Linked DNA regions of Mus musculus: all the other regions are linked to region 7. Evidence: chromatin contacts called from public HiChIP or PLAC-seq and promoter capture Hi-C data. All regions are on one chromosome and are shown on one strand. The core of a region is the stretch at or near the end of the contact, and the rest is flanking DNA. Distances in the headings are between cores, read along the strand shown. Region 1 has its middle 30 kb from the start of Gm16311. Region 2 has its middle 74 kb from the start of Gm23139. Region 3 has its middle 49 kb from the start of Gm16311. Region 4 has its middle 3.5 kb from the start of Gm23139. Region 5 has its middle 16 kb from the start of Dab2. Region 6 overlaps Oxct1 (3-oxoacid CoA transferase 1). Region 7 holds the start of Rpl37 (ribosomal protein L37).

Region 1 (3,684 bases), core at 130-2,629, 1.2 Mb after region 7:
TCTTCAGTCAGTCCTTCTCTGCAGGCGCACCTCCAAGACTGGGCTTGAATCAGGGTAACAGGCTGATTACATGTTTGCCGAATTATTTTAGATGCAGTTTTAAGACAACAACAAAAGTTTGTCACTTCGACTTTCTTTTTCATTACATTCTGATCATATTGCATTTTTAAATCTCCGAGTGCATGCGTGCCTGGGACATGTGTGGTAGTCAGAAGACAACCTATGATGTTAGCCTTGTTTGAGACAGGATTCCTTGTGATCAGCTGCTACACAGTTGCGGTGACCCCTAAATTTCCAGAGATCACCCTGCCCCCAACTACCATCTCACATAGTAGCTATCGTGGGATTATAGACACATGTTCCCATATCTATCCTTTGTAGGATTCTGAGATGTGAACTCAGGTGCGGCCTCCCACACACACAGCAAGTGCTTTAACAACTGAGCCACCTCCTCAGCTCCCGATCAGACGTCTATACTCAACAAAAGTCGTATTTTTCTCCCTAATACTCCTACAGCATAAAAAGGTAGAATCTCCAAACCAAATAGTAAACATTGTTGAGAGCCATTAGCACAAAATAGACATCGGTAGGAGGAAAAATGTTTTATAACACTTGTATGCCCGGAAAAAGTGAAAGTAGAAGAGACATTTAAGAAGTCTCTCTTCTTACTGAGCAACTTGTTTCTCCCCAAAAATTTGTGGCTCCAGTGACAGTCATCAGGAAATTTGGTGATGTCATTTCCTTCGACTTGGCCAGTTACATAAATGCTGGATAATAGCCAACTAAAACAGTCCTCAAACAGATGGCCATGTGTGTAAATGCCAGAAAGTGAGACCAGCTATTTGCAGTTCTATTTTTTTTACCCCACACATGGTATAATGTTTATTTTATAGCCTCTCTTATGGACTTATGTGGATCATTCCTGTCATTTTTTTTTTTTTAGGGGCAGGATAGTTCCCCAAGGAAGCAGTCATAAAACACAAAACACAGATCACGAAGTCATGAAAACTAAGGTGTGGAGCAGAAGCGAGCAGCATCACTGCAAGAGCGTAAACCGTCAGAGTGGCCTGCGAAGTGCACTTCATACTGTCGAACACTCTAGAAATGACGTGTCTGAAACCATCAGGAGATTTCAAGCATGGGAGATTTTACAAGGGGGCAAATGAAAGCACTCAGGGGGAGGTCCTAAAGAAGTTAGAAGTAGTATGTTTACAGGGATTTTATAGGGGTTGCAAGAGTGCATACTTCATAGACTAACTTTTATCCCTTCAAAGCACAAGTAAATTTGGCCACAGAGCATCTTCCCAGCAACAGTGACCTGTACCTCTCCTTGTTCCAAGTCCATATTGATGTAATCAAGAGAAGTTTACACTTTTGTAACTGTGAAGAATTTCAGTTATGCATAATAAAACACAGCACGGAGCTTAAGGCTTTTCAGCTTCAAACACAGACTTCGGCTCTGGTTTGCAAGGACTGATAATAGCATTTCCTTTGTGTTCTCTTAGTAGTGGGTTCAGCAAATGCTATGGTGGTTCAAAGAAAAGTAAATAAAACCTTTCCAAACTCCACCATTCAGCTTCCTTTGATATTTCAATACTTCAATTAAATAAGGCAGGCAAAGTTTGCTGTGTCTACCTTCTCACACCAGGTAACTTAGAGGTAAGAGGAGAGAAGCAGTAAGTGGTGAAGAGAATGACGATGCTCCTGGCTGCTTTCTTCATCATGAAAATATTTTCTCCTTGGTATTCAAAGAATTTAATTTCTCTTCCACCCATCGAATTCCCAAAGTATGTAGCTACACATCATAACTTCCACCTAAATATATAGCAGTAAGTCACTGAATTATTTGTTCATAAATCTTAATTAATTATGGTCTGAAGACTAAGCTGGAAGTTGCTGATGGAGAAATACCAGCTGTGCGCTCCTTAACGCTTTCTACACTCCATTTTCATCTTATTTCTTTGTTCTGTTTAATGTTTCTACCTAGCGCTGTGCTAGTCTAACCTTTCAATCCCCACCCCCACCCCACCCCCAAATGTTTAGAAGCCTGCCATTTCCCATGAGTCTTCCATACCCTTCGGTCAGGGCAGGACAGTGTCAGAGGCCCTGTCATCTTTAGGTAAGATGGTGTCCTCAAAAGGTTCCGTGCTTATTTTGGATGCTGCAGCCTGAACTCCACCAAGCACAGTAATAAGTTCCATATGCCCCCCCCCCTTTTTTAGAACACATTTTCAAAGCAGCAAATGTTTTGACGGATTGGCTCTTAGAGAGCCTAAATACTGTTCTACACATCGTTTAGCATTTCACAAGGCCCCTACTGTTAAAGTCTGGGAATGAGGCCAGGGTAACCTACCTACAGTGCTCTAAGTAATGTGAAAATATTGAGAATTCTTAACCATCCTGCTTCTCTGAGATGTATTTGGAATGTGAAGATTTCTTCTTCACTGCCATGGAACTGTGTGAATGTGTGGGCGTGAGCACATCTAAGTTAAAAAAAAAAAAGTATTGGGCCTTTAGAGTCAATAAATTAACCAAAAACCTCCATGATGAGTTTTCTAGATGTTTGAACTTTTAAAGTTTCCGTCTAAAGTAGGTGGTGTAATCTGATCTTAAGTGTAGGAGTGCATGTGTGTGTGTGTGTGTGTGTGTGTGTGTGTGTGTGCCTGTATAAGCATGACTTTGTGTGTGTGTGTGGGGGGGGGGGGGGATGAAGTATTTAGAAATACCACACAAGTCAAACAATAACTTTTAATATTGCTATTTGTAGGTGAAAAGTTCCATTATTTCCCTAATATTATCTCTGAACATCTTATATATGAATTATTTCCTTCTTTCTTTTGCTATTGTTATCATTGCTGCTGCTGCTGTTGCTGCTGCTGCTATTTGCTCTCAGTTTTGGAGGTGGGCCTTGGACTTGTGGTCCTCCTGCTTCAGCCTCTTGAATGCCTAGATAACCCATGTGTTGAATACTCATTATTTAGCAGCATATTCTACAGATTTGTTTAAACATGGATCTCATCTGAACTAACTCTCTGACTCTTTCCTAGGTCCCAATTTGAATAATATGGAGTTAGAACCTGAAATTTCTATTTTAAATATATATGTTTTAATTTTCATGTGATTGATACATTCAAAGAAACAATATTTTCTTGGCCAGTCTATATAATCATCTAAAATTAATCAAGTATGATTAATTCGGGATCTTGTATTTTTATGCTATGGTTAGTAATTAGTTTATAACCGACTGATATTTGAAAGGACAGTAATGGACCTCTTTTTAAACAAGTATTTTTATTAATTTTTGGGATTTTCATACAATGTATTTTTATTTAACTCATGGTCCTCTTGACTCTTCTCCTTGTCTCCACCTTTCCCTTCTACACAATGACTTTTCTTCCTTTTTCCCAGCCCCCAATTGAATCAAGTTTCTGTTGTGTAACTACTCTTGGAACTAAGTGAAATTTCTAGTTTTAAGAATTGTCTTTGGTACCCAATATGAAAATGAGGGACTCATAGGAAACACATCACAACCTGAACCCTAACTGAACTGTATTTGGGTACAGCTGCCACCTCTGTACCTGTTTTCCTTTTAAATGATTAGTTCCCAAATGTCTTTCATATAATCCATTCTTCTATTAAAATCTTATATATGCTTTGGCATCTATTATTTGTTACCTATTTAAA
Region 2 (3,884 bases), core at 511-3,010, 1.1 Mb after region 7:
TGGCAGAGCCCAATGGAAGGGTCAGCCCTTGTGCAGTCCTAACCTGTGATTGTTGGATTTTCCAGCTGTACATCCTGCAGACAGATCCTGTAGATATGCTAAGGCAGAGCAGAGATGTGGCTCTTCATTCTGAATCAGCTGTCACCAAGATAGTTCAGATTTAAGTTCGTGTTTTATCGTGTGTGTTATGTGACATCATCTCTAGTAATAAACTGAGAATATTAAAATATTTCCTTCACAAGACCACTATGAGAAACATTTTAATAAAGTTGAGAAAGCACAAAACATAAAAGTCTAAATAGCACACAGAAAACACCTAATAAAGGTAACTGTTACCATGACTGTACCATCAACCTAGAATGCTTAGAAATAGTTTATGTTTTATTTAACTACTATCTGACCAATATCAAAAATCTTTATAACCTTGAACAATTAAGTTAGGATTGCATCAAAATAATTTGCATATGTCAGCAAGATTTTGCTGAAAGGACCCTGATATAGCTGTCTCGTGTGAGGCTATGCCAGTGCCTGGCAAATACAGAAGTGGATGCTCACAGTCATCTATAGGATGGATCACAGGGCCCCCAATGGAGAAGCTAGAGAAAGTACCCAAGGAGCTTAAGGGGTCTGCAAGCCTATAGGTGGAACAACAATATAAACTAACTAATACCCCTCAGAGTTTGTGTCTCTAGTTGCATATGTAGCAGAGGATGGCCTAGAAGGCCATCAATGGGAGGAGAGGCCCTTAGTCTTGCGAAGATTATATGCCCCAGTACAGGGGAATGCCAGGTTGAAGAAGCGGGAGTGAGTAGGTTGGGGAGCAGGGTGGGGAGAGGGTACAGGGGGCTTTGGGTATAGCATTTGAAATGTAAATGAAGAAAATATCTAATTTTAAAAAAGAAAGAAAAATGTGGCTAAAAAGTGGAACTTAGCAGTAGAATAGTATTTATCCTAGGTTAAGTCCCTATCAAGACAGAAAGAAAGAAGGAAATAGGAGAAAGAGAGAGACAGAGACAAAGACAGAGAAACAGACTGGGAGAGAGAGAGAGAGAGAGAGAGAGAGAGAGAGAGAGAGAGAGAGAGAGAGAGAGAAAACAAGAACTTCCAGAAGCAAGGAAAGAGGGAAAAAAATTATCTCAGAGCCTGAGAAAATAATTTTGTTGTTGTTTTCTTTGCTTAAGCAATCCAGTTTGTGGTGATTTGATATGGTATTGTGGTTTGAACATCCCTACAAAATTCCTGCTGAAGTTTAACTCCAACTCTGACCATTCTGACTGGAAATGGGACTCTCCTGAGAACTGCACCCTGGTAAGTGGACTATTGTCATTATCCTGTGGTGGGTAAGTCACTGGTGGAGGGGCACTGCTCTAAAAGTGGGCTGTCTCTCGCCCATGTCTTCATGCTCTGTGATGTTCCTATGCCATGGGACATCCTCCATGTTATATGATAGAAAGGCTGTTATCCCATTATTACTGACCTTCCCAACCCTCAGGACAATGAGAAATAAGTATCCTTTCTTTACAATCACTACATCAGCCACACTGTTACAAATGGGCACATAGAGAAAGGACATACAACAAGCCCAGTGAAATAATCCAGATAGCATTATAGTACAGTGGAATGAAAAGTAAAATTGGGAACAGGAGAAGGGCTTAATTTCAGTTCAGTCTTAATTTCTGTCCCTCTGTAACCCATGAGGATGTCCTGTTCTAATGTGAAACCTTCATTTGCTTTATGTGTAAAACAAAGCTAAGTAGGTCATATGAAAATCAAATAAAATCTGTCCAAAGTACAATGGGATTTCCAAATCACGTTCAGTTCAACTTGAGGTCTGTGTCTGTGAACCAAATTCTGTGGTGAAGTCAATTTAGAAAATTCAATATGCCTGGTTTCCCTACTGAAGACTCACAACATAGGTTGTCATAGAAAATACACAATGAATGTGTGTAACTTACATTCTATTTAGCCTTCTTTAGCTAGTCTTCCCCAAAACTTTTTTGGTAGTTGAGCATTCCCATAAAAGAAATCCCATAAATATCTCCTGGGTAGGTTTTCCCCCTTCAGAGTGCAGCTTGGGAAGTTATGCCGTTAGAAGATGCTCCTGGGGCGGGTGAGTTTCCTCCGTGTAAGGGTGTCTGCTAACAAGCTTTTGGAATGAAGTTTGATCCCTGGAACCTACATGGGAGAACCCACTGTCCTTTAAATGCATAGCATCACAAGCTAGAACCACCCCCTATAGACAAAGACACAAAATAAGTGAAATATTTTTTAAAAAGTCATTTTTGTTGCAAATAAAACAGGGATCACAAAAGAATCTGCAGATATACCACCATGGCAATGCTCTTATTCTTGTGATTTATCCCAGAGGCTTCCAGAAAACTGGAAGAACCATGTGACTAGAGTGACAGGTTCTAGAAAATTCAAACTCTTCTCCCAAATTCAGTGCAAATCATTTCCCCCAAATCAGTCTGTGTGGGGAGCGGGTGTGGCGGCAGTCCCAAAGGCGCCAGGGACTGTAGCTAAGTCATATGACTTGCACCTGACTTCCTCATATAAACCACAAACATCTTGAGAGCTGCGCAGGTGTACCAGGATACTGGTGAATCCATTTTGATGGAGATATGCCCCTGCTGCCCTGATTAGCTGAAGCTGCGTGCCTGGTGAGGTGGCGTGGCCTGCTGTGCGTGGATGGGAACTGAGAGTATAAAAGAGTGAGAGGCCCAGGGTTCGGGGGAGATATAAAAACAAGGGAGATATAAAAACAAGGGAGATATATAAACAAGGGAGATATATGGAGAAAGAAGAAACAGGACTGAATAAATGTGTGCAGAAGGATCCTGTAGCAGCGTCGTTCTTCCTGGCCTGTTGAGCGCGCGCAAGAAGTGGTGCTGAAACCCGGGACCTGGGACCCAGGACACGGGAAAAGAAACATCTTCAGGCAAGAGCGAAGACCCCCTGCTACAGGGAGGATTCAGAACTGCATAACGGGGAAGAAGGGGTTGATAAAGGTTCCCGTAAAACAGACTGTTGAGAAGGATCCGGCGTGGATTCAGAACTCTTCAGCTGGGGAACGGTACTGATGAAGAGAAAGAAGAAAGATGAAGACTGAATAAACTGCTGTTAGAAGGACTGGTGGTCGCATCGTTCTTGCTGGTCGAGAGCAGGCGCGACAATTGGTGGCCCGTACGGGGAACTGACTCCCCCACCGAGTTCAGAACTTTCAGCAATCAGTGGTTGCCGGCAGGGTAAGTTCGCGGTGAGTGAAACTTGCGACCCCAGGAGTTTGGGAAGGACCTCGGATAAAATAGAGGTGAGCATAAAGTTGCCAAGAAGTAGGCACAAAGTAACCCAGGAGTTTGGGAAGGACCTCGGATAAAATAGAGGCGAATATAAAGTTGCCAGGAAGCAGGCTTTGGGACAAGTTAAGGTTCCTGGTTTTGGGACAAGTTAAGGTTCCTGGTTTGGGGACAAGTTAAGGAACTATGATAACCTCAGTGTAGTGATCAATAGATCCTCGCTGTGTAGTTATGCTTTTTTCTCCCATTGACCCTTTGTGGGTAGGTCTGATAGTTTTGGTCTTGTTTGTTCTGATATATGGACTCTGTTACTGTTTGAAACTGTGTGTAGAGGCAGTCAAGACAGGTCAGAAAATCCTTACAGAGCAACAAGAAAGTATGTCAGAAGAGGAAAAGGGCTTAAAAAGAAAAAGGAAAAAGAAAGGAGACACAGTGTTATCAGGTGGACAGAAAGGACAAAATAAAAGAGCTGAGGCGGAGGAGGAAGGCGAATTAGCTTTTGCTCCCCCTCCCTATGCCTCCTCGTCAGCCATCTATGGGCAGACCTTCTGTCCGGAGGTCTGGAAAGAGGATAGATTCTCCTTGCTG
Region 3 (3,629 bases), core at 561-3,060, 1.1 Mb after region 7:
AATAATACTGGTTGGACCCAGAGAAGACCCACAATCAATCCCCACAACCCACAGGGTGGCTCACAACCCTCTGTAAATCTAGTTCCAGAGGATCCAGTGACCTCTCTTGGCCTGCATAGGCACCAAGCACACCCACGGCATGAAGGGCTACATTCAGGCAAAACACCCATACAGATAAAATAACATGTGTTTTTGAGAGAAAGAAAATGTTACACTGTGAAATGCTTTTGGCTATATCTGATCTCTACTGTCAATGAGGCTGACATTATTGTATCCTATGCTACAAAGGCCATCTATATTCCATGCACTGGACGGGCAACCGCATGGGTATGCGCATGCCTGCATGTGGATGTGCATGTATGTCTGAGTTACGTGTGTGTGTGTGTGTGTGTGTGTGTGTGTGTGTGTGTGTGTGTTTGTGTGTGTGTTAGAGGACAAAGTTGACTGTCTCCCTCAGTTGTTCTCCACCTACTTTCTTTTATTACTATAATTATCTTTTTTTATGAGTACACCGTTGCTCTTCTGATACACCAGAAGAGGGCATTAGACCCCATTACAGATGGTTGTGAGCCATCATGTGGTTGCTGGGATTTGAACTCAGGACCTCTAGAAGAACAGTCGGTGCTCTTAACCGCTGAGCCATCTCTCCAGCCCCCTCCACCTACTTTTTAAGTTATGGCCTCTCACCGAACTCAATGATTTGCCTACAGTCAGCTTCATAGAGTCACCTGCCTCTGTCCCCAACCAATGGAATTACAGCATGGATGGCTTTTCATCTGGGTGCTGGGGATCCAAGTTTACATTGGTTGCTGTGCTTTCATGGGGCACTTTACCAACTGAGCCACTTCTGTAGCCTCCAGGCTGGTCTTTGAACTCATGATTCTACTGCCTGGACTCCGTGCGTGCTAGACTGACAGGACTACACTACTATGCTTGCTGCACTACTCCTCCCTTCCTTACCTATTGTCTCCATAGTGACAACTCTGTGTTTTTTTCCTTTGGAAATATTTTCATTTCCTCACAAAGTTTGACTTAAAGTTATCTTGACTCAGAGGTTGAGCTGTCCCCAGAAGATCCCCCTCTCTCACTGAACCTATTGCATGTGAACACCAGCCATGCCAAGCACTGCATCTGGATGATAAAGTGTTGGAGCTGAGATCAATACAGGAAAAGTATAAATCCCAGTATCTTCCTCTTCCTTGCTTTTCCTGCTTCCACCCTGAGCTTGGTGCTCAGAATCGCAAGAATCCTGGTAAAGACACAGGAAGGTCATCCACCCTAAACAGATGGCTGTTCGGAGCTGTTGATGAATGGTGAGGGTGCCCCCCAACCAGAGGCAAAGGACAAAGGCTTAGAAGGGGATTGGCTTGAGGCTCCTGCCCAAAGTGTCTGTCATCAATCTCTATTGTCTCGGTGATTCCAGCCAGGAATGGGGAATGTGTCTCCTTGTTGACACAAGACCCTGGTAGAACAAAGAAAGTTGATGACATAAACATATCCTTTTCCCAGCACTTGACTTGTGTGTGATTTAACCTTTAACTCTTGCTTGTTGATATAGGTGAGATGTCAAATATTTTCTCCTGGGATGTTGGCAACTGTTTAAAGTGTTTTCATCACCCCTTCACTAAGGCAAAACTAGGCTGGGGCTAACAGGGTCATTGTAATAGATCTGTTCCCCACCCTCGAGTCTCAAGCTCACTCAGCCACTTCCTCCCAACTGAAACAGGAAAGTGGTGACAAAGAACAGTCTGGTAGTCACTGTACATCTGCAATTACTCAGTCACTTCTGGCTTTTGAAGGAATGAATTTGTAGCAAGGGAGAGAGAACACTTGAGACCATGTGACCAACATGGAAGTAATCCTTTAAACTGCAGCATAAGCAAGAAGGCACACACAGCCTCTGAAGCTGCTCTCTGTTCCTGCTTGGTTTTTTAACCCTCTTCTCATTCCTTAGACTTGGGGGTAAAGAAAGCTTTTTACTGTTTCCAGATCAAACCTCTGCCTTGGAAGAACAAAACAGGCAGGTTCTGTCCACTCTGCCCTCAGGAAGTCCACCCCAACTGATTCCAAGGCTGAGCTAACCCCTCTTGTTTACCATCCGGACAAATATTTTAAATGGATATACTTTTGTTTAATGTTTAAGTCTCAGGTATAAAGTTCTTTCTAGTTTTGTATTAGTAAGACAAAGGTCCTTCTCCTGCCAAGAGGAAAGTAGAGGAGGAGGGGTGGGTAAAATTCTCAGGAGCACAAGTTTATAAATTGCTTTACTGAGTGGACATCCCTGTACCTTAGAAATCAGAATTTCTGATGAAAGAACGGACACTTAACCCTCTAGCAAATAATAATACATGTGCGATTTATAGCTAGAAAGAACAGCTTTGATAAAGTAAGCATCAATTGTTAGGTTTTTGATTTTTTTTAAGTCTGGAACTTGGACTCATATCTGGGAAAGGAAATGTCTGTTTCGTTAAAGAAAATGGGTTCTGCCAAATGCACCAAAATAACAGCAGGACGAGATGGGGTGGGATGGGCTGGAGGAAGGGCACTGTGTGACTCAGAGGAGCTTGGCGTCTATAATTAATATTTTAAGCTCATTACTTCACATTCAAAACAGAGTTATATGGTGGTCAGAGGGGGAAATACACCCAACCAAGCAGGATCTCTAAAACCATGCATATACATATAAATATTATTGCATAGCTTTAAAAAGGTACATATAAACTATATGAGTGTGTTTATATTCTTTTAAATGATGGTTGTCAAACCCAAGACACTTACAGGCCTATTTGTTTCTCTCTGTAGACACATCCATACACATACACACATACAAACACATACACACACACACACACACACACACACATACACACAAAGATGCAAACACACATGCACATAACACCAAGAGATGCACACACACCTACAAACACAGTTAAAAGTAAGATGTGTCTTTTATGTGTTTACCAGCTACAGATTTTTAAAATATTCATAGTATTATATAAAATTAACTCAGATCACTAATACTCAATGAGATATTCTCTCTCTCTAACACACACCTGTGTATACACACGCAGAGAGACAGACAGAGAGAGAGAGAGAGAGAGAGAGAGAGAGAGAGAGAGAGAGAGAGAGAGAGAGAGCTGCAGACTGTATTGTTATTTCACCCAGAGATGGAATATAGCTATTGCTATACCTTAAGAAGCAGTGGCAGAAAACCATGTACTCTTAAAATTGCAGTCTCTTGCTCTCTCGGACACCATCTTAGTATACTCCTGTAGACTCAATTGCCCGTGGCCTAGTAGTTTGAAACAGTTCATGAAAGTCAGAAATGGCATTCAGCATTATAACTCAAAGGCATGCTCTGACAAAAGTCACCTATAAAAAGCAAAGTTGAAGGAGCTGCAAAACTGTGGTGCATTTGCTGAACAGAGCTCCAGGTCACTTTAAGGCATGTTACATCCTGAAGTTATAACTTGGAAAATGTAAAAGCTTATGTCATTCAATCCGGCATGGAAATTGTTTTCCAGGGGCTGAGTTTTTTATAAGAGTGTTTATCAGAATCCATAAAGAAACTAGAAACGAGGATAGAAGGATCTGTGTGTCTTAAAATGAGACAATTTGGTAAAAAGCCA
Region 4 (3,898 bases), core at 693-3,192, 1.0 Mb after region 7:
CTTTGCTTGTTTTGAGTTGGGGCTTCATGAAATCAGGTTGGTCTTCTTATGTAGCCAGGACTTGCCTTAAACTCCCAACTCCTTTGTCTATACCTCCAGAAGGACTGGATTACAGGTATGCACCACTGTACTCAACCCTGTTCATTTTTGAAATAAAACTTCAGTAGTTGCAAACATGGAGATTTATGTGAGTGGTAGAACATTTACCTGGCACCTGCAAGGCCCTGGGCTCAATCCCCAGCACCTCTCTCCCCAAAGAAAATTTGTATTAGTACACAGACAAACCTATTTATTTATATATTGCCTATGGCTATTTTCATGCTACAAAGGCAGACACAATTAGTCGTGATAGATACTGACTGTCTCACAAAACCTAAAAATCTGTCTGATCCTTCCAAAGAAAGGTCATTAATTACTGACCTAGTAACCTAAAATTGTAAGAACTGTAAAAAGGGTTTGTGGGTTTCCAACTTTTACCCTTCAAGAAATACAAGGTTCTGTTTACCTCAAAATGTCTTTTCCCTCTGAAAAATGTGTGAATCAACAACACTTATTAAATAATTAACATATGTAATTAGTTTGAATCACAATACTTACTTAGATACAATTTGCGAAACACATGAAACTCAAGAATAACAAAGACCAAAGTGTGGACACTTTGCCCCTTCTTAGAATTAGGAACAAAACACCCATGGAAGGAGTTACAGAGACAAAGTTTGAAGCTGAGACGAAAGGATGGACCATCTAGAGACTGCCATACCCAGGGATCCATTCCATAATCAGCCTCCAAACGCTGACACCATTGCATACACTAGCAAGATTTTGCTGAAAGGACCCTGATATAGCTGTCTCGTGTGAGACTATGCAGGGACCTAGCAAACACAGAAGTGGATGCTCACAGTCAGCTATGGGATGGAACACAGGGCCCCCAATGGAGGAGCTAGAGAAAGTACCCAAGGAGCTGGGGGGATCTGCAACCCTATAGGTGGAACAACATTATGAACTAACCAGTACCCCCTGGAGCTCGTGTCTCTAGCTGCATATGTATCAGAAGATGGCCTAGTAGGCCATCACTGGAAAGAGAGGCCCATTGGACACGCAAACTTTATATGCCTCAGTACAGGGGAAACGCCAGGGCCAAGAAGCAGGAGTGGGTGGGTGGGGGAGTGGGTGGGGGAGGGTGTGGGGGACTTTTGGGATAGCAATGGAAATGTAAATGAAATAAATACCTAATTAAAAAAAATTAAAAAAAGAACACACTGAGCTCCTATCATAGCTGTGATGGGTAGTTTTATTCAGACTGTTCATCTTAAGAGAGATACAAAAATTGACCCCAATTAATTGAAAACAAAAGAGGGGCTGACCTGACAGCTCAGTTGGTAAATCGCTTGCTGTGCAAGCACGAGGCCTTAAGTTTGATCCCCAGAACCCATGATAAAAGCCACACATGGCAGAAAACACTATAATCAATACTTAGAAGGCAGCCTAGCATCAAAATCCACAAGGAAAGGGACTAAAGAAGCAATTGGATCAAGCTTTGAGTGTCAACAGTATCTAACATCCATGAGTTCTGGCACCTTTCTACATGTGCCTTCCGGGCTACACCAAAGGTTGAGAACCAAGAGATAATGAATAGGATGACTACCCTAGGCCTCACCAGCCTAAGGACCAGGAAAGACATTCCTCAGAAGACACAGCCATCTTTAAAAGGTCAGGGTAAGTATAAACCTCTTATATGATCAGTTTTAAAATACAGGAAAATATTTTAAAACATTCATGTCAATTCAGGTGGGGTTTTTTTCATACCCAACTTTCCTTCTCTCTCTCTCTAAGTTTCTAAGGCACACTGAAAAGTCCAACTGCAGCATTCTTAATCATTACCAGACAATACATTACAGAGATGTTTGTGTTCTGCAAAGGAATCCCAGCAATTTACTGATACTGCTGCTTCGCTTGTCAACATTGCAATTTCTCCCTAGTTTTACCTCCTTGCTGAGGTCACGGCTGTCAGTGTGGTCCCTTCCGCGTGGTGTGCTGACTCGCAGATCCAACCACTCAAGTTACCAGGAGTATTGCCAGATACTGTGTGATCTCCACGCACAAGCAACTTTGAAAGCATTTTTTTCGTGAAATACGAGTAAGCTTTATACAAGTTGGCATGGGAGCGGGCCACACAGATTTCTTGGCAAAAAAAAAAAAAAGATTTCTGAATCGAACTATTCTACTTCTTGCTTTAAATGCATTAAGGAGTTATTGTTTAGCTGCTTGACTGCTTACTAAGGAGTAACATTGCTAAACATTATCAGGTGATGTTTTTTATGCACCTTTCTATTGAGTCGAGCTTTGTTCTCATTTGCTGAGCAAAAACTTTGTAATTTCATGCAGTCACATTTGTCAACATATAGATGTTCCTTCACCTCGAGCAACTGGAATCCTTTCCATAAACCCTCTCCACTGCTTATACCTTGAGATGCTTCTCCAGTGTGGTCTGCTAACAGGTTCAGAATTTCAGGTCTCCCTATAAGGTGCCGGATCCATTTTTAACATATTTTTGTGCCAAGTGAAAGGCAGGGATCTAGTTTTAGCTTACATGGACCTTCAACTTTCCCAAAATTATTGTTGAGAAGGATTCTGTTTCTACTTTTATTCCATTCTAATCACAGAGAACATACGACTGTTTTCAATTTTCTTCTGATTGCTAAGATTTACTTTATGTTCGTGTGTGTGTGTGTGTGTGTGTGTGTGTGTGTGTGTGTGTGTGTGTGTGTCCTTCTGTTCCTGGGCTAATGAAGCCATCCATTATTTCTTTATTACAGTTAATCTGTGCCTTTATATCCAGTAGCATTTGTTTTATAGTATATAGTCAAAATGCAGTATCCTCATAACTCATTGTTCTCCTAGTATGTAATGACTTTGGTCTCTTCAGACTAGTGTTGAAGTCTCCTTTGTCAGATAGCTATGTAGCTGGATCTGTTTGCTTCCTATTTCTGTTTGCTTGATTACAAGTCCTTTTCCTCCCCTTTAACTCTTAGATTATGTTTGTCTTTGACAGTGAGGTTCATTATTTTCGGACAGGAAATGCTGTGTTCCTGATGTTTAATCCATTCTTCGGACTTTCATTTTTATTGAGACTGGAGACAGTATTCAGTTATTATTTAATGGTATTTATTAGTTCCTGTTTTTTTACTGGTACTTTCCTAATTTTCATTTGCTTATCTATTGTTCTAATCCAGTTTATTAGTTCCTGTAATCTCAAGGATATGTAATTTTTTCAGTATACGATTCTTTTGTATATCTTCTGTAATACTGACTTGCTAATATTAATCAAAATTGAAAGATTTTATTCTCTTTCATTTATGAAGGAGTTGAAAGTTTTGGGTGGAGAGTCATTGTTTCTCAGAGCTTAAAATGAACAGTTACATACCCTGATTGTTCTTAGAGTTTTTATATAAAAATCTGCTGTTGAGATGGGCTTTCCTTTGTATATGACTTGGCATTTCTCACCTGTGGCTTTTAAGACTCTTTCTCTTTTCTACACATACAATATTTTAACTAAAATATAACATAAGGAAATATTTCTGATCTTGTCTATTTAGCATTATAAATATTTCCAGTGTCTAGATAGTCATTACTTTGGCTTGATTCGAGAATTTTCTGATTTTATTGCATAATTTTAATAACTTTAGAATGTGTTTCTTATTTATCTATGTCTATAATTTATATATTTGTCTTTATTTATTTCCCATAATTCTTTGTTTGTATGTGTTACTATTTTATATTTATCATTTCCCCAAAGTTCTCCTTTATCTCTCATCATTACCCTGACATGCTGCCCAATGCTTGACCCAATTTATTAATAAGTCTTTTTTCTGAGATTTCCTCATTGATGATTGAATTC
Region 5 (4,009 bases), core at 85-2,584, 1.3 Mb after region 7:
GTGGTTGTAAGGATCAAACGCAGTGCATCACACATACTAGGGAGGCATCGAACCACTGGGATATATCCCCAGTCTGACACTGCACTTTAAGATTTCAAGAGAAGACTTTTCAGCGGCTTTGAGGATGCCTTTTTTTTCTTTTTCTTTTTCTTTCCTTCTTAGTAAACAGCCTCTATTTATATCACTTTAAAAACAAAACTACGTAATTTATCACCCTCCACCCATTTCAACTTTCTCCAAATGAAACTCCAGCTAAACTGATTGACAACTTAATGCCCCAAAGCCTTCTTAGAGGAACTCAGTAACCACGCATGGTCGTCCCAATAATACTGTTCCAGACAGTGATGGGGAAATGGAAATCTTACAAAAACGCTTCCAGTATTTCCTGCTGGACAAACTCTGTCATCCTCTAAAAACACTGAAACGGGAGGAGAGAGGTTTATGGAGTCTGATGTGGAAACATTTTTCAAAGCCAGGGCTGGCTGGGCCAGGTTGAGGGTGCAGAGCCTGTCTCTTCCAAAGAGCTGTTTCTCTTCTGTGAGGGTCCCCAGGCTCAGTTACTCTTCCCATGTATGCTGCTGTCTCGGAGGCAGTCTTTCTGGACTAGTATTTTAGTTCAAGAAACACTCCTTATTTGGAGGATAAATCAATAGAATGGGTCTACACGCTAACCTGTCATTACTCTTTTATTTTGAAGCTCTGTGGGAGTTAACTCCACCCCCACCCGACCCCCCCCCCCCCAAAAAAAAAAGTATTTGGAAAATTCCTAGTGAAGCCACTTGCTTGTTTTGTGAATGACGTTTGTGGTCAGCTATAACATATCTGGCATGTTTCTTCTTATTGCTGCCTTTTTCATGCATGTTTTTATAATTTGGGAGTTTTTATGGAAGTGATTAAATATTATTTGGCTTCAAGCTGGTGCAGAAACTGTAGAGAGGCAGAGAGAATTCTCCCTAGCTAGAATCCAGCATGAACATACCCATGCTCTCATAACACACACACATGCATGCAACATTTCCAATGTACATCCACACAGTTTCTTGCTTGCTAAGTAGTTCTCTCTCTCTCTCTCTCTCTCTCTCTCTCTCTCTCTCTCTCTCTCTCTCTCCCACTCTTCCCCCTCCCTTCCCTCTCCCTGCTTCTCTTCTCTTCTCTTTTTCCCTCCCTCCCTCCCTCCCTCCCTCCCTCCCTCCCTCCCTACCTCCCTACCTCCCTCCCTCCCTCCCTTCCCCCCTCTCTCTGGGAAATGAAAACAGCTATGATTTCCAGCTCATTTTAGGTTTGCTTCTAATAGAGGCGGCATTGTTCACATGTCCAAGCCTTCTGCTCTTACCCAGCATTAATGTTGTATAAATGTTGTTCCAAGTCTTGCTCATAACGATTGAAGTATTTTTGTAGAATGTCACCTTCCAAACTATCCTTAGCGCTTACAGTTTGAACAGCAAGCAGCCTTGCTTGCTGACTTGTATAGGGGCTTTCTTTCCCTGCCCTAGCCTACCTCCCCCAAAGGCATAAAGCCACAGGGAAAGTAAACTCTTGTATGTAAATCAAAGCTGGTGTTTAGTAGTTCCCAAATGGCATCCCCCGAAATTAACTGTTTCTTGCTTTATTAAATCAATTTTATATAGTAGCATGGAACAACAAATGAACAATTTTGAGAAAAATTGTAGTTTTCTTCTTGGCAAAATTCTGTCAATGCTGAGAGAATTGGGATTTATGTTCAGAGAAATATTATAAGGAATTATACAGATATTAGAAAAATAAAAATATCTAATCAGTGTTCCATGTGTGTATATGTACTTAAAAAGAGACAGTGTTTTCTGGGTGAACACTTCCCAGGTTTAATTAGGTATCTGTATTCACTGGCATATAGTCCAGTAATTTGGTCTGTGTATTGCTTACAAGTAAAGGGTGGTTAAGAGTGCTGACTGCTCTTCCAAAGGTCCTGAGATCAATTCCCAGCAACCACATGGTGGCTCACAACTGTCAATAAACATATTAGGAACTCTTTTTAACCTGTTCACATTATCTACTTGCTAAAACACTTGAACAAATTATCTAAAATTAGTACTGAGCAGATTATAATCTTCCTTCATTTTCACATTGCCAGATGTTTTGGGGTATATCTAACCCAACTCCACAGTCATAATATATAACCAATACAAATACCAGCACCTGTCCCTACCTGGGCTTTTATTTCCAGTGTGAGTACCAGTTAAAACCATGAACCTCGCCAGGAGTAGTGGCATATGCCTATAATCCCAGCACTCAGGAGGCAGGGGCAGGGAGAGTCCTGTGATTTCAAGGCTAGTCTGGTCTGTATAGTGAATTCCAAAACAGAAATACCTATGTAGTGAGACCTTTTCTGGGATAACAACAGCAGCACCAGCAACAACAGCAATCATGAACTATACAAAGTACCATAAAATGTATAACCTTTAACACAGAGACTGGAGGTGTGGCTCCGTGGTAAAGCACTAAACTAACATGTGAGCAGTACTAGGTTCAATCCCTGTCACCTTATAAGAGTCCATTGAATGCAAAACCCCAAGTTACGGAATTCTCACTTGCACAGCAGAAAATGGATAGTATCAGCTGCTTTGGAACAGAAGGTTTTTCATGTGCATGTGTGTGCAGTGGTCACACTTATGTGTATGTGTGGTTGCAAGTGTACGTGGGTGCCACTGCACATGTGTGTGCATGTATGTGCATGCGTGTGCATGTGGAAGCCAGAGGATGCAGTTGGGTATCTTCTTCTGACATTCCCCATCTATTGGCTGAGGCAAGGTCTCTCACTTGAACCTACAGTTCACCAATTTAACTCCTCCAGCTATCCATTTTGTTCCAGTAATGCCATCTCTGCTTCCTCTCTGCCAGAACAGCGAGAGGGCCACAGTAACCTCCCAACATTTACATGGGTTCTGGGGATTCAAACTCAGGTCTTTACATTTGCAGAACAAATCTTTTACCTGGGAGCCATCTCCCCCAGGGAAACCAGGTTCTTTTATACAATGCCTCATCATGCATGACTTTAATTCTTTTTTCTATGACATATAAAATGGGCATTTTGCAAAATCAGAAGAATGCTAATGTGACATTAAAGAATTGAGGTTATAGGTTTGTCTTTTGCCATAGGATAGGCAGTGTGGTGTTCAGTACTAGACAGCAGATAATCCACAGTCCAGTGTCTTTAGAAAAGAGAAATAATGGTAGGTTGCAAAATGAGAAAAATCGAACTTTCATCTCCCTTGCAATGAATGAATGATTTCATTTTATTTCCTCCCCAGTATTTGTGTTCTTTTTAGCATCTTAGATTGTATTTTTTTAAAAGACCCACCTAGTTAGGTAATGAGTATTTTTTTTCTTCCTTAGTTAACATAATATTTTTTTCAATATGCATTTTATTTTATTTCTTTTACTGAGTTCTGATTTACATTACAATGCAGCCCAGAAGCTATTCAATAAAAATGAATTGCATAAATTCTCCAAAAAGAATATGTCAGCAGCAAAAGTTTTCTAGTTCAAAGGGCAAGTTTTCCACTTGATTTATATCCGGTATTACTTTTTTATAAACAACCTTCCCTCCCTTCCTTCATGTTGTTCTCTGTGTTGGGATGGAAGGCCATGTCTCTCTGTTTCGTTCAGCAGTGTTGTGATTGCTGGCCATTCCTCAGCTAAAAAGAACCAGATGGCCATGAAACACTAAGGTCCCCTCCAAGTCTCTTCTAGACAAGTCTTTTACATAGAGCACAAGGGTGCTGGCCTAATACCAGTGAGAGCATTACACAAGCCAAACATCATGCCGGCTAAGTCAGAAGGGGCCACCTTTCGGTTACAAGGAATCAATTTGCTTAAGAAGAAAATATTCTGGGCTGGAGAGGTGGCTCAGTGGTTAAGAGCACTGACTGCCCTTCTAGAGGTCCTGAGTTCAAAACCCAGCAGCCACATGGTGGCTCACAACCATCTGTAATGAGATCTGATGCCCTCTTCTAGTGTGTACTTATATATA
Region 6 (3,650 bases), core at 915-3,414, 1.0 Mb before region 7:
GATGCTATGCAGTTATCCCTGGAGGGGCAGCAGCTCTGCCTCTTTTTCTAAGTGATTTGGAGAGAGCAGTAATAGTGATAATCATGAGAGTTGATGTCGTGGGGCTACGGCTCTGTGCCAGGCTCTGAATGAGGACTTCACATGCATTATCTCACTGAACCTCTGAGTCCTGTGTGCTGTCTAAAAGCCACGTCTAACCATGTCAGGGAAGTGTTCCCCAAAGCGTTTCAGTTTTATGGTACTTTGGAAGAGGAGAAAACGTTTCCATTATTTAGAATCAAACCACCCCCCGGGCAATAAATATTTCAGTGTGATATAAATAGGCTTACTTTCTTCCCATACTTGAGCTGAAGTGCGGGATATCAACGAAAGCATTAGCTTTCAGCAGTCCTTGAGAGGTAGGCAGTGTGGCTGTGGTGCACAACCGGGGATGGCCAGACCTCTTCTGGCCCTGATGCATCTGTGAGCTTTTCCTGTATCCTCTGACCTCAGTGGTAGCTTTTCTTCCTGTCCTTAGCTACCTTACTTCATCGGAGGGAAGGATGGAGTGTTCTGAGACAGCGAACTTACTTCGGTCACATGGTATTTAAGCACTTTTCCAGTGGCGACCATATGATGTTCTGAAGCCCTGGAGCAGAGAGAAAGTAGACCACACAAGACGGGCAGCTTGGGTCTCACCAAGGCACTGGTAGTGTAGCTAGTGTGCCAACTGGATGATTAAGGGTCTCAGTCTGTAATTCTAGCTAGCCTAGAATTTGCTATATAGACTTTGGTGATCCTTCTGCCTCAGCCTGCTGAGTTCTGGGATTGTAGGCATTTGCTGCCACACCCAGCCAAAGGCGAAAAGTTTCTTCCCCAAGCCCTGAACTTTTATACCAATGTGTAATTTTTTAGAAGTCTTTTCAAGAAAGTCTTTAGGAAATAGTATTAATGTGTTCCGAGGTATTCTTTGATTTCATGGAAGTAGGTGATTGGAAAGAAGCTTATAGGAGCTAGAGGAAAAGATGGACGCTGTTCTGTGCTGGAATGTAACAAGGGAAGGTCAGGGTGAATGATAATGAGGGTTAGGGAGGTCCTTTCTATATTGTTCACATACTTTTATTTTAGATTTTCTCGCCAGAATTATTAAGGTATAATTGGTGTCTTAGTTGGGGTTACTATTGCTGTGATAAAACACCATGACCAACACCACTTGGGGAGGAAAGGGTTTATTTGACTTCTACTTCTCTGTCACTATTCATCATCAAATGAAGTCAGGACAGGAACTGGAGCAGGCCAGGAACCTGGAGGCAGGAGCTGAGGCAGAGGCCATGGAGGGGGACAGCTTCCTTGTTTCCCACGGTTTGCTCAGCATCACCAGCTCACGGATGACACCACCCACAAAGGACTGGGCCCTCCCCATCTATCACCTAGAGGCTTGTGTACAGCCCGATCTCATGGAGGCGTTTTCTCAATTAAGGCTTCCTCCTTCCCAGTGATTCTAGCTTGTGCCAAGTTGACACAGAGCTAGCCAACACAGTTGGCAAGTTAAAGTCAGCATATATCCAATGTTTCACGTTTGATGGGTTGACTTGATGCGTGTCTACGTTGTGAAATGACTGATTGACATGATCAAGTTAATGACTGCTCATCCCCCCACAGCTGCCATCTGAGGTCTCTTTTCAGAAACTGTTTCAAATGTGCAGTGTGGTGCGGGTGCCCATAGCCACTGTGTTGCGTGTTAGATCTCAGCAGGCTTTAGTCATTAACTGCAGGCTGTCAGTGTCTACAGCCCGAATGCTGAAGGGCACCCTACAGGTCCTGGAGGGAACTTTGCCTGTAGAGAATTTTCAAGCAGGAATCCCATAAGTGCTGATTCTTGTCACTTTTCAGGGACAAAGCCAAACAGTGTCCGTGACAAAATACACCTCTCCTCAGGGCGGCCAGTGGCTACCTCACAAGCAAATGCGTTTTGGTTGCACCGTAGAGTCTTTCAGAAGCAGACACATCACAGACCTCTCTGTCCATCGTCATAATCTCAGAGATCTAATAGTTACCTTCCCTGCCTCCCTTCTTTCTCTTGTGTGTGCCTTTAGGAAAGGAAACAGTTACTGTTCTCCCAGGAGCCTCTTTCTTCTCCAGCGATGAGTCATTCGCCATGATTAGAGGGTATGTAATAACGGAGCTCCTTGAATCCACACGGGGTGGAGTGGGCTGACGCATCCCCCTGTGCCCGTGAGCAAGACTCTGAGGCACAGTCCCATTGCCCACAGTCCCATTAAAACGACCAGGGTTTGTTCAGCCACAGAAAAGCTGTAAAATGACTCCCACTGAGGTCGGGGCACGGAAATATACACCTGACTACTTTGAAAAGACCTCCCTGCATAGAGTTTGCATCTTTGTGCCAAGTTGATTAAAATGGCATTAAAAGGTATCCCCAACAGTTTCTTCAAACCGTGGGCTCATGTTGCAGCCACTGTTTGTCTTCCAAACAAGTTATACTCTCTCACTAAAGGAAACAAACTTCACTGTGCACACCTGTGTTTAGTTTGTTCCTGGAGACGATATAGGCTATAATTTTTTTTTTTTTTAAAGAACCCTTAATGGTTATTTCTTTGTACCAGCTTAGAGCTGATCTATTTAGAAATCAATTGTAGGGAGCGGGAACCAGATGCATTTCAGGCCATAATATTATTGTAACTGCTGATGCTTTAAAAGCCAAGGAGATATAAACCTTGTGAGGTTTGCTCTATACTTCTTGTTTCTTTCCTAGGGGACATGTCAATCTAACAATGTTAGGAGCCATGCAGGTTTCTAAGTATGGTGACCTGGCCAACTGGATGATACCTGTAAGTAGACATTCTTCCTTCTGAATTACATTGGGTCAGAATACTTTCATAACATTAAGGAGGACCCTCAAATTGCTGTACGTGTGCAATATAATCATCAAAAATGAAGAAATACATTCGTTTCTTGATAGAATCAATTTTGATGAGACAAGTTCTTAATTTGTAGTCCAAGCTGGCCCTGAATTCATAGCTTGGCTTCAGCTTCCTCAGTGCTGGGACCACAAATATGAGCCACCATACTTTGCCTAAATTTAATTTAGCAGTCCCGAGAAGTGCTCAGTGTTTACTGTGTCTTTGGGACTAATGACCAGAAATGTCACAGTCTTTTCCTTAGAGAAACAGAAGATTGAGAAAATGGATTGGTTATCACCTCATGAATATTAGAACTGACAAACATTTATTACAAGCAAGTTTTAGAGTTGGAAAGAACAAGGATCGCTTCTTTGAAATTTCGTTGATTGTAGTTTAATCCTTGTTTTCTTATTTACAGTGATTAGGCATCCTTTCTTGATCGGTTGTATGACTCAATAGTCACATTGTCTTCCCCTAGGGAATTTAAAACCTGTGGTGGTAAAGTACGCTTGCAGAAGGCAGCAGGTTTTCATTTAATGGTGCAGATCAAGGAAGGAGGAGGTGTCCGCATTAGCTTTGGAAAAAGGCTTACAGAATTTCTTTCCTTTGATTTTGGGCATGAAAAGGCTGTTACAGTGAGATTACATGGAGAATACAGTGGATATGTGTTCCTGGGGTGAGCACACTGTGGCTGCTGGCTCAGGTTTGTGTGTGTGTGTGTGTGTGTGCGTGTGCAAGTTTCAGATTTCC
Region 7 (3,596 bases), core at 539-3,038:
GATGTGCGGATTTCCTGCACACCACAAAGAACAAACTCACTTTAGAGAGAAAAAATGATTTCACTGTCTGATAACTTCAGCTGTAGGCACGTCTTTGGATAAGGTCAGTGACATCCTGCCTCTGAGGGTGGGCTCCTTGGTGGTTTAACGCCCAGCCTACCCTTTCTTCACTAATGTCATTTTTCATAGTCAATGCTGTAGACACAACTCCATGACCCCATCCCAAAAGAGCTGTTTAGTACTCCAAGCGAGAGCATCCAGTGACGTGATAAATCCTGAGGTGGCAGAGAGCACTAAGGTTTCAGGTTAGTTAACCTTGAGATGGAGAAATTATCTAGGTGGGGTGAATGTAGTAACAAGCGGTCTTAAAAGTAGAAGAACACAGAAAACTGTACTACAACGTAAGGTAGGTTATTACTGGCCTGCAAGGTGAAAGACAGCAATTAAACAGCGACTGAGCAGAGCTACACCTCAGCACTACATTTCAATTTTAGTCAAACCAAGCCTCACTTGTGCTTCCCAGCAGAACTGTGAATGAGGCCGGCAGTGGTGGCGCTCGCCTTTAATCCCAGCACTTGGGAGGCAGAGGCCATACAATTTTAAGTGTGCGATACAATTTTGTTATCTGTAGGTACAGTAATGCAAGAGGACCCTAGAATTTATTTCCCATAACTGAAAGTTTACACCCGTTGACTAAATCTGTGTTGCTTCATGCTACTAAATTTATAGCAATTTGCCACCCAGTCTCCTAAGACTTATTTATAGTCCAGTTCAACCATTTGAATGCTTGTTTGCTTTCTCTCCCGTGTGCCCTATCTCCTCCCTCCTCTGATTTCAGTTTACTACTTCTGAGTGGAAAGGATTATACATTTTTCTTTCTACTCCCCTCCCCTAGAAGAAATTGGTACGATTTGCTAACAAAAAACAAAACAAAACAAAAAGCTTCCTTGGTGTTTGCTTTGTTCTGCTGTCCACTATCTTAAGATTTTTGAATGTGATAGACTAGCGATTCTCACATTTGTTTTAGAAAGTATGTAGATGGTATGACTGAGACTTTTCCCCAATTCATCAATGTTCGTACTATATTCTCCATGTTTCCTACTGGGATTGCGGACAGACAGTTGCATTAGCGCTAATCAAGGATGTCTAGGGTTACTTATTTCAAAATGATCTAGGAAAGTGTTTTATACAGTACAGACTTGCAAACTGTACTCAAGTCTAAAAGGGTCAGATTTCCTGGTGGCGGCGCGCTGGCTGGAAGCTGTTATTTAACAAGTTCCGCGTGTGATTCCTTGAGTGCGATCAAACAACTGGCCTCTGAATGACCACCGCGTGAAATCGAGTCGGCCCGAGTCAGAAGCTAACTAAGCTCCTACCCTCGCCGAGACACTTCGTGACTCCATCCTCTCACCAACTCTCCATACAGGCAAGCGAGCGGCCACATCAAAACGAACCTGGGAAGGCTGGCTTTCCCGGATCGGGATCCCAGTCCCAGCACTGCACAACCGCCAGGGGCGCCGCCACGCACTGGGTGTCTGACTCCCCTCGAGCCCCGGGACCGGAAACCAGACGGACTGCCAACACCGCAGCAGCCCCGACACCGCCAGAAACCCTCTCCAACCAGGAGGCGGGCCGCTGGGGAGGGCGGAGCCACAGCGCCAGGCACGCCCCCTACCGGTGTTGCAGCCCAATCGGCTCCCTGGCTCTCTCGCCCGGGAGACTACACCTCCGCACCCGAGGCCTGATAGGGCTGCACCAAGACCCGCCGGAAGTAGTTTCCTGGGCGGAAGCTTATCCACAGGAAGTGGCGGGGGTGCTTTCTCTTCCGGTCTCTTTGGCCTCGCCGGTAGAAGCAAGATGGTGAGTGTGGTTTCTGGGCTCTGTAAATCTCTCTCCATCCTTCTTCCTCGGGCTGTCCTGCCTGTTGCCCGGCGCGTCGGTGACAAGGTTGCGAGTGAGGGGAGCTGATGGGCGAGGAGACGGCGTGCTGTGGTCCGCAGGAACTGGAAGGATGGCTGCTGTGTGCAGAGCCCGGCCCACGGTCCTAGCGCCGCTGTGGGTCTCTCTGGGCTTTGGAGGAGACGTACGCACTGCAGCCCCGGGTGGGTGATCAGGACAGGCTTGGGGACATCTGTCCCCAGCCGCCGAGAAACCGGCTGCTTGGTGGGCAGTACCGCGACTGAGAGACGGGCAGAATGTTGTCCTTAACGCCTAAAGCCAAGGAGGCTTAGGTCCGCGCAGAGTAAGGCATTATAATGGTCGTGTGGATAGCCGGTAGTGCTTCCTACCTACCCTACCTGTGTGCTAAGATTTAAATCTTTACACCGTTTTGTCCCGTGTGGATCTTGTTTACGTCTCATCCATACTCATTGCTAAGAAAATGCCAGAGTACATTGAGAAGTCAGATTTCAGAGTTGCTTATATGTGGGGTTTTTTTTCCTGCTTTTTCTTTTAATGTGCAGACGAAGGGAACGTCATCCTTTGGTAAGCGTCGCAACAAGACGCACACGCTGTGCCGCCGCTGTGGCTCCAAGGCCTACCACCTTCAGAAGTCGACTTGTGGCAAGTGTGGCTACCCTGCCAAGCGCAAGAGGAAGTGTAAGTACTGTAATCCGCAGGCGGGCTTTTACCTTGACCTGAGGTAGCGATGTAATAGAAAACACATTTGGCACGCAACAACTTTGGAGGTTGGTTTGTTGGCTGAGTGGTTAAAACATAGTAATGACACTACTGAGAAAATGGGCTGACACTGGGTGCTTGGGAAAACCATTTGGAATCCTATTTTTTTTATTAGATAACTGGAGTGCCAAGGCTAAGAGACGAAACACTACCGGGACTGGTCGGATGAGGCACCTAAAGATTGTCTACCGCAGATTCAGGTACAGTTTTGGCTAAATGTCATTGGTCCTCCAGGGTAGGATGAAACTTTGCACTCTTACTGAAGGGTAGGAATGATACTGGGGTTTGGTGTGGGCCTGAGACGCCCACATTTGTCAAGACTATGAGTGGGATCTGGGGGGCAGCTTACTTGGATCTGCCTCCAGACTTTGCTCAAGTCTGCTAAGCTGTTCTGGGTGCCAGTCATAACATAGATGGGTATCTTTTTACTGGAGGCTAGGCCTTGATGTTCCTTAAAAGTACAGAATCCCCAGCCCCCCTCTTAGACTTTCCTGTGGGGTCTGTGCTTTGACAGGTGCTTTTGTGTTTGTCTCTGTTTTAAACTCAGTCCAGTTTTGTGAACTTGATGTGTAGTGGCTTGCTAGTGTTTGATAGGCTAGTGGCATGTTTTGAGCCTGATTAACCTTTATGTGCTTAGAATCACTCATCTTCCTATGTAGTATTGAGTAGAAATGAGTGCTACTTAACATTTAGACTTCTGAGTTGAGCAGCTTCAAGATCCTGTTAAGCTTGGTCAGTGTTTCCTGTTACTAAAGGAAAGGTGCCAGGACCTGTCCTTTATAGCTTAAGGAATAGCTTCATAAATACTTTAGTTCTTGTGGAAATAGGGAAAATGAGCCCAAAATTGTTGAGACAGTTAACTTTAATGTAATGTGGGTGTCTTGATTAGGGTAAACTAATAGCTTATCAATGATGTC

Evidence for each region. Promoter capture Hi-C pulls out the DNA fragments that hold promoters and counts their contacts. HiChIP or PLAC-seq counts read pairs in DNA pulled down with a chosen protein or histone mark.
Region 1: a contact with region 7 is called in a promoter capture Hi-C map of hippocampal neurons, with 3 times the contacts expected there. The contact joins the enhancer-like site here to the promoter of Rpl37 in region 7. A contact is called at or near these places in 9 of 39 promoter capture datasets (the 3T3-L1 cell line, 3T3-L1-derived adipocytes, the SN4741 cell line and 5 more) and 1 of 115 datasets of contacts at active chromatin or transcription factors (astrocytes).
Region 2: a promoter capture Hi-C map of liver shows a contact between it and region 7, with 5 times the contacts expected there. The contact joins the enhancer-like site here to the promoter of Rpl37 in region 7. A contact is called at or near these places in 21 of 39 promoter capture datasets (the 3T3-L1 cell line, 3T3-L1-derived adipocytes, the C10 cell line and 14 more), 2 of 15 datasets of contacts at CTCF or cohesin (the NIH/3T3 cell line and large pre-B cells), 10 of 484 Hi-C or Micro-C datasets (B cells, adipose-derived mesenchymal stem cells, bone marrow-derived macrophages and 5 more), 13 of 115 datasets of contacts at active chromatin or transcription factors (the SCID.adh cell line, double positive thymocytes, embryonic hindbrain and 8 more) and 3 of 9 other capture datasets (adipose tissue, embryonic stem cells and liver).
Region 3: a promoter capture Hi-C map of liver shows a contact between it and region 7, with 4 times the contacts expected there. The contact joins the enhancer-like site here to the promoter of Rpl37 in region 7. A contact is called at or near these places in 10 of 39 promoter capture datasets (the 3T3-L1 cell line, HPC-7-derived erythroid cells, cranial neural crest and 6 more) and 8 of 115 datasets of contacts at active chromatin or transcription factors (craniofacial prominence, embryonic stem cells, epiblast stem cells and 4 more).
Region 4: an H3K27ac HiChIP or PLAC-seq map of extraembryonic endoderm stem cells shows a contact between it and region 7, with 5 times the contacts expected there. The contact joins the enhancer-like site here to the promoter of Rpl37 in region 7. A contact is called at or near these places in 2 of 39 promoter capture datasets (cranial neural crest and maxillary cranial neural crest) and 7 of 115 datasets of contacts at active chromatin or transcription factors (the NIH/3T3 cell line, the SCID.adh cell line, differentiating embryonic stem cells and 4 more).
Region 5: a contact with region 7 is called in a promoter capture Hi-C map of the 3T3-L1 cell line, with 6 times the contacts expected there. The contact joins the enhancer-like site here to the promoter of Rpl37 in region 7. A contact is called at or near these places in 9 of 39 promoter capture datasets (the 3T3-L1 cell line, 3T3-L1-derived adipocytes, cranial neural crest and 4 more), 1 of 115 datasets of contacts at active chromatin or transcription factors (large pre-B cells) and 1 of 9 other capture datasets (adipose tissue).
Region 6: an H3K27ac HiChIP or PLAC-seq map of SST interneurons shows a contact between it and region 7, with 6 times the contacts expected there. The contact joins the enhancer-like site here to the promoter of Rpl37 in region 7. A contact is called at or near these places in 6 of 39 promoter capture datasets (3T3-L1-derived adipocytes, the C10 cell line, cranial neural crest and 3 more), 13 of 115 datasets of contacts at active chromatin or transcription factors (CD8 T cells, the NIH/3T3 cell line, SST interneurons and 9 more) and 1 of 9 other capture datasets (embryonic stem cells).

The regions. Positions count from the first base shown.
Region 1 is chr15:6,277,997-6,281,680 of GRCm38.p6, forward strand. No RefSeq gene overlaps it. Among named protein-coding and RNA genes, the nearest start is that of Gm16311, 30 kb to the right of the region's middle. Within about 2 kb of position 1,380, at least 56 of the 459 cell types and tissues checked have an H3K27ac peak or open chromatin away from gene starts, as enhancers often do.
Region 2 is chr15:6,223,656-6,227,539 of GRCm38.p6, forward strand. No RefSeq gene overlaps it. Among named protein-coding and RNA genes, the nearest start is that of Gm23139, 74 kb to the left of the region's middle. Within about 2 kb of position 1,761, at least 3 of the 459 cell types and tissues checked have an H3K27ac peak or open chromatin away from gene starts, as enhancers often do. A contact at or near this core is called in liver, where this site is marked.
Region 3 is chr15:6,258,716-6,262,344 of GRCm38.p6, forward strand. No RefSeq gene overlaps it. Among named protein-coding and RNA genes, the nearest start is that of Gm16311, 49 kb to the right of the region's middle. Within about 2 kb of position 1,811, at least 69 of the 459 cell types and tissues checked have an H3K27ac peak or open chromatin away from gene starts, as enhancers often do. A contact at or near this core is called in craniofacial prominence, hematopoietic stem and progenitor cells, liver and 1 more, where this site is marked.
Region 4 is chr15:6,152,924-6,156,821 of GRCm38.p6, forward strand. No RefSeq gene overlaps it. Among named protein-coding and RNA genes, the nearest start is that of Gm23139, 3.5 kb to the left of the region's middle. Within about 2 kb of position 1,943, at least 16 of the 459 cell types and tissues checked have an H3K27ac peak or open chromatin away from gene starts, as enhancers often do. A contact at or near this core is called in extraembryonic endoderm stem cells, where this site is marked.
Region 5 is chr15:6,369,212-6,373,220 of GRCm38.p6, forward strand. It overlaps a transcript of Dab2 not described here. Among named protein-coding and RNA genes, the nearest start is that of Dab2, 16 kb to the right of the region's middle. Within about 2 kb of position 1,335, at least 14 of the 459 cell types and tissues checked have an H3K27ac peak or open chromatin away from gene starts, as enhancers often do.
Region 6 is chr15:4,099,052-4,102,701 of GRCm38.p6, forward strand. Oxct1 (3-oxoacid CoA transferase 1) reads left to right here. Exons shown (of 17, transcript NM_024188.6): 12 at 2,076-2,148; 13 at 2,753-2,828. Among named protein-coding and RNA genes, the nearest start is that of BC037032, 73 kb to the left of the region's middle. Within about 2 kb of position 2,165, at least 19 of the 459 cell types and tissues checked have an H3K27ac peak or open chromatin away from gene starts, as enhancers often do. A contact at or near this core is called in SST interneurons, where this site is marked.
Region 7 is chr15:5,114,825-5,118,420 of GRCm38.p6, forward strand. Rpl37 (ribosomal protein L37) reads left to right here and starts at 1,789. Exons shown (of 4, transcript NM_026069.3): 1 at 1,789-1,860; 2 at 2,463-2,598; 3 at 2,795-2,879. The coding sequence starts at 1,858. It also overlaps a transcript of Card6 not described here.